Regions from separate parts of the Danio rerio genome. Here region 1 is linked to region 2. A link is a contact called in public Hi-C data. All regions are on one chromosome and are shown on one strand. Each heading gives the region's core, a stretch centred on a gene start, on an enhancer-like site or on the middle of the called end of the contact. The rest is flanking DNA. Distances are from core to core; before and after follow the strand shown. Region 1 holds the start of tmem30b (transmembrane protein 30B). Region 2 holds the start of ythdf2 (YTH N6-methyladenosine RNA binding protein F2).

Evidence for each region. Hi-C and Micro-C count contacts between places; a contact is called where the count stands out from the background.
Region 1: a contact with region 2 is called in a Hi-C map of hematopoietic stem cells, with 2.2 times the contacts expected there. The contact joins the promoter of tmem30b here to the promoter of ythdf2 in region 2. A contact is called at or near these places in 2 of 18 Hi-C or Micro-C datasets (caudal fin and hematopoietic stem cells) and 1 of 4 datasets of contacts at active chromatin or transcription factors (embryo).

What each region holds. Positions count from the first base shown.
Region 1 is chr17:29,584,256-29,586,955 of GRCz12tu, forward strand. It overlaps tmem30b (transmembrane protein 30B), which reads left to right and starts at 1,420. Exons shown (of 8, transcript NM_001002179.1): 1 at 1,420-1,503; 2 at 2,508-2,700. The coding sequence starts at 2,519. It overlaps kdm1a (lysine (K)-specific demethylase 1a), which reads right to left and starts at 787. Exons shown (of 21, transcript NM_001242995.1): 1 at 762-787.
Region 2 is chr17:28,910,853-28,913,552 of GRCz12tu, forward strand. It overlaps ythdf2 (YTH N6-methyladenosine RNA binding protein F2), which reads right to left and starts at 1,419. Exons shown (of 4, transcript NM_200250.1): 1 at 1,254-1,419; 2 at 1,064-1,088. The coding sequence starts at 1,280.

The sequences.
Region 1 (2,700 bases), core at 170-2,669, 670 kb after region 2:
CAATGCAGTGATATTATTCTTGTATTCAATAAAAAAAAAACAATGACTATCATCAAAACAACATGAGGTTTGCATACGTTTAATGTCGACGTTGTGCACCTGCCGTTTGTAAACAAACAAATTACTTTGAAAGGAGCCTATACGAGTAATGATCACATGTTCATTATGATTATGTATTATTACTGAACGTATTGTTTATATTTTGGCTCAATATCTCTGCTCAACAGATCGTGAACAAACCGTTACACAACGTTCACAAATGCTCTAGCATTATACCCAAATAAACAGATGTTTGACCTGCATTAAAATTCGACATGAACATAATTGCCTTTATCGGTGTTTAGCTTTACACCTGTAACGTTAATGTATCTTAAACAGTTTAGATGTTTTAATTGTGCTAACGTTAGCAGAGAAGAAAATCCACAAATTTATGATCAGAACATCAATCGCAGCTCTGAATGTTAGCTAAGCTATTAAAAATGTTTTTCATAAAACGTTCAAATAAAACATATTTTGAAACTATGATGAAATAAGGGAATAACGTCAACTGATGTTCTGATGCAGTGGCTAGCTAAAATGCTATTGCTAGCGGCACGAGCTTTTCATAATGCTTACACAACTAACGTTATTTAAAACATTCAAGCTCCTCTTTGCTAATTTTAGTGTAAATCATACTAAATGTTTGTAACTGGTATGCGTTAATCTCATTTTACGTGTTAGGCTTTGTTTATATATGAAAAAATAATATTTTTCATATTTACCTCCTCGCTGCTGTGGGGGGTTTCACACAAAGAAACAGACGACTGTCCCTGCTGGAATCACACAGCCAATCAGAGTAGACGCTGAAAGTAAACGGGTGGGATCTTAATCGTTCAGCATTGTAATTGGCTAAAAATACCATCAATCAAATGTTGCGGAAAGTAAGGTCTAGTAGGTTATACAAATTCTGCTTGCACGTTTCACCTGTATGCAAAATGTATACTCTGAATCAACAACATAAAATGTAAATTCGGGATCATCAGAGAACCCCAGTAAACATGCTAGGGTGACACAGATTGTCTTAAAATAATTTATAATTAAGTCGCCTACACTAACATAATCTGAAAGATTAACATGCTGAATACTATATCATATTAAACAATTTTTTATAAAAACATGTCTACAAGCTGCAAATTCAGAATTTTATGAAACTAATATTAGCCAGTTAATATCAAGTTTAGATGTCTAAACCATAGACTGTAAAATAAACGATATATGTCTAAACGATATATATCATCTAAAAATAATTAAACCACCAGTCTAATCCGGGAGGGGTCAGCGGTGTGACGTATGTGAAATAGGAGGAGCATACGAAAGGCGGAAAAGCTGACCCAGGTGTTGAACAAGTAAAACAGGTACGGGACTTTGTGAAGGTGTGTCTTTTGTTTTTCGATGTAATTTACGATTTTATAAAAGAGGGCATCTAAGAAAAGCCGCACTGCAAACGCCAAACTCTTTTTTGAGGTGAGTTTTGTTTTCTATGGCTTTAAGACTCCTACTCTTAAAACTGTGATCATCAGTGATTGAGGTTTTTGAAGCACGGGTTTGTTTGTTTTCCTGCGATTGTCATCGGTTGTTGTTTTACTGTCGGTTACTCTCAAGGGAATTAACCTTAACTGTAATCAAAATAAGTTATTAGAAGAAGACCGTTAAGAGACATACATTGGTCAATTAATAATAAACACATTACTTTTTAGTCAAATGTAACAAACCAAAACAATTTATACGTAACATTATTTGTGACTCAATCAGCCAATCAAAATTGGTGTTTGCTTATAATAGAAATTGTTTAAACACTTCATTCTGTTCTGTGGAGTTTTAGCAATATAACTGTTGATGTTGCTATACAATTACAATTTACAATTGGCTCTGCAGTTTTTTGTACTGTACTGTGACCTCTTGTCCATTATATTGATTCATTATTTTAAATATACTACCATGAAAATAATTAAGACTTCTTGAAAACTCTGTTTCTCAGGATTTACATTTTTTTTTAAATGTGTTTTAGTACATTTTTCTTCAACTTTCAACTTTACACATTCAGTACACTATTGGCATATCTTTCAAATTTAAAATTAAGCTTTTTTCCCAAAAAAATAAAACAAATGGAGCCATGTTTCAGACATTTATTTATTTATTTAGACTACACAATAAAAATGTTTTAAATACAGAAGACTTAAGAAATACATTTAGTGAAATAACTTTTATTTTCAGTCACAACAAATAAAAGCACTTGTTATTCTGGCCAGTTGTCCTTTTTTGGAACAAGAAAACAAAACTCTAAATGAGACTCTTTTTGTTTGTAATTTAGAAGAAATGTTATCAGACATTTATTATTGAAACAAACTTTTATATCTTACCTAACATAAGTGCAGTAAATTCAGTGAAAGATTTTTTTTAATTTGTCTCTTATCTTTTTTCCATGTCTTATACATAATTTACTTGCAATGTCTTGTTCCCCCTTTCAGAGAACAGTAGGATGAAGAATGAGGGAGAGACGGCCCAACGGCCTGACAACACAGCCTTCACACAGCAACGTCTCCCGGCATGGCAGCCCATACTCTCCGCTGGCATTGTCATTCCTGGTTTTCTAGTCATTGGGTTGGCCTTCATAGGGATCGGTGTTGGCTTGTTTCTGACCTCACAGACCATCCAAGTGCT
Region 2 (2,700 bases), core at 169-2,668:
ACTTTTGTGTTGAACAGTAGACATTCAAAGATTTGAAACAAGGGTAAATGATGCAAGTACAACACTGTTTTCAAAGAAGCACATTTTGTTGACCAAGGATGTCTCTATTAAAAAAAGTTGTCTAAAGTGGCACTGTATTAACAGCTGTACTTAATTTTAACTGCATGTTTCCCGTCATGCATGTTTAAATATATTAAAATTAATTTTGAAACAGTTTGCTTATTTTTTTTCTTTAAAATCTACTTTACAATATAATTAAATAATTTTAGCAATTAAAATCTAATTGTAGTTTTAACATTGTGAAAGACTTTAAACGGAGATGATTCTTTATAACAGCCATTGTTGCATCTGAGGATCGGTTGTCTGTGCAGTCATGTAGTCACTACAACTATGATTAAACTATTTTATTCTGTATCATTTTCCTTAAAGTACGTAATAATCGATTAAACACCAAATGGCTTTTTAAATGAATTTGTGTCAAGAATGCACCGTATGCAAAAGGATTAGAAATAGACTAAAAATAAAGAACTAAAAGCTGTCACATTAAATGCACGTGTTAAATAGACTGATTCAACACGCAACTGGATTGTGAAAGCTTGACACAGACTGGGGTGCTGAAAATCCCCTCAACAGGTCCCCCGGCGGCATGTTAACCCCCCGCCTGTTGCCCACCGGTAGCGGGGGTGGTCTATGGGTATGCGGGACCCTTCCACCGCTACACTTTAAACAAGCGTCTAAAAAGAGCGAAAGCTGTAGTGTATGTGGGTGTTCAGGTGCTTCGGAGTGTCACGCGTTCTGCTGCACTCGGCCTTAGCGCTGTGCTAAGCGGCTAACTAGCGTGGGCTCCAAAACACCAGCTCTTTATCGGATCAATAACACTAAAGTCAACCAGATCATCTACTATAAGACATACTTATCCTTTAAACCCACGGGTGTCTGTTCTGAGCAGGTTACACGGTTTGATTTGATAGCGGAATTGGTTTGAACACACGGCCTGCTAGCAGGAGAACCAGCACGAGACTCTCGTTATCTACAGCGCTAAAACGACACACACTTCACCTACCTTTGTTTGCTTGGCCTTTCGGTCTCTGGATTGGGTCCAGGTGATTCATGAAGGAGTGAGTTTGGAGAGGAAAGAGGGAGAATAAATGAAGGTTTATATGAAGCTCAGGCCTGAACTCGCGCTGCGAGAGAGAAAAAAAACCCGCCTCGACGCCACTTCTGCTCAATGTTCACAAAGTGCCTCTGTTTACCTGCTCCAGAAGGCTGCTGGCTGACATTTCTCACTCCCCGGTGCCTGTGTGTTAGACTGCGCGTTTGTTTGCGGGTTAAAGTCAACGGGAAATGTGTGTGTTTTTAGAGTCTTTGCGCCCGAGTCTCTCTCTCTCCCTCTCTCTCGCTACAGCTGCAGATCAGACACACAATGGCGGGCTGCAGTTCCTCCACACTTCAACATGGCCGAGATGCCGCCACACGTTTATCCCCGGCGGTATAGCGCCACACTGCGGCTGGGAGGAGGTGAAGGTAATGAATGAACGACAGTGGGTCCAAATTCAAGTCCCACCAAAATGATAATCCGTGGCGATCCTAAAGGGGTAAATGTAGCTAAGGCAAGGGATTTAAACTGAGAAAAAATCCGACTCATAAAATTATCAAAATGTTCAAAGTATATGTATTTAGTATACGAATATTTAATTTATTTTAAGTTACATTTTCAAGTAATCATCACTGTATTCAGTGATTTAATCACAATTTAATTTCTTTATTGTTTGTTTGAATACCTATATGTTGTATTTATTAGCTTTTTTGAATAATCTGTTTTTATTTATGCGTTCTAAATTCGAAATTTATTTCATGTGCAATTATTTAATTTACATTGTATTATGTCATGATTATACGGCTATCATTATTTTCGCATTTGTAATCATTTTATCATTATTCAAATTAGCAGATTGATAAATCCATTTGGTTTTATATCAAATTCAGATTTTGATATTGATAAATTCATTCATGAATTTTTTTTCAGCTTAGTCCCTTTATTAATCAGGGGTCGCCACAGCAGAATGTACCGCCAACTTTTCCAGCATATGTTTAACGCATTGGATGCCCTTCCAGCTGCAACCCAACACTGGGAAACACCCATACACTCTCATTCACACACATACACTACGGACAATTTAGCTTACCACGTCTTTGGACTGTGGGGGATACCGGAGCACCCGGAAGAACCCCACACGAACGCGGGGAGAACATGCAAACTCCACACAGAAACGCCAATTGACACAGCCGAGGCTTGAACCAGCGACCTTCTTGCTGTGAGGCGACAGCACAACCTACTGCCCCTACTGATATATTACAAATACAAAATAAGGATAATTTAATTAAATACACGAATAGGGTTAAATAAAATAAAAGTAAATGACACAGTGTTTTTCAAATAAATCGTCTAATTCACTTTTTTATATCAAAATTAATTCTCAATTTACTACACAGTGCAGTAAAATATCCACACTTTTGTCTTTTTTATCAGCTCTCACTCTGCAATTTTGGTTGTTGCACTAAAGACGTTAATAAAACCCGATTGTTATGTTATTATAATGAGTTTACTTTGTGTTTGTGCGCTTTATGAACTAAAAAAAAGTCACGATTAAAATATGCACTGTCACCTGTGAGCCGCTAGATGTCGCCCTGATTACGCAG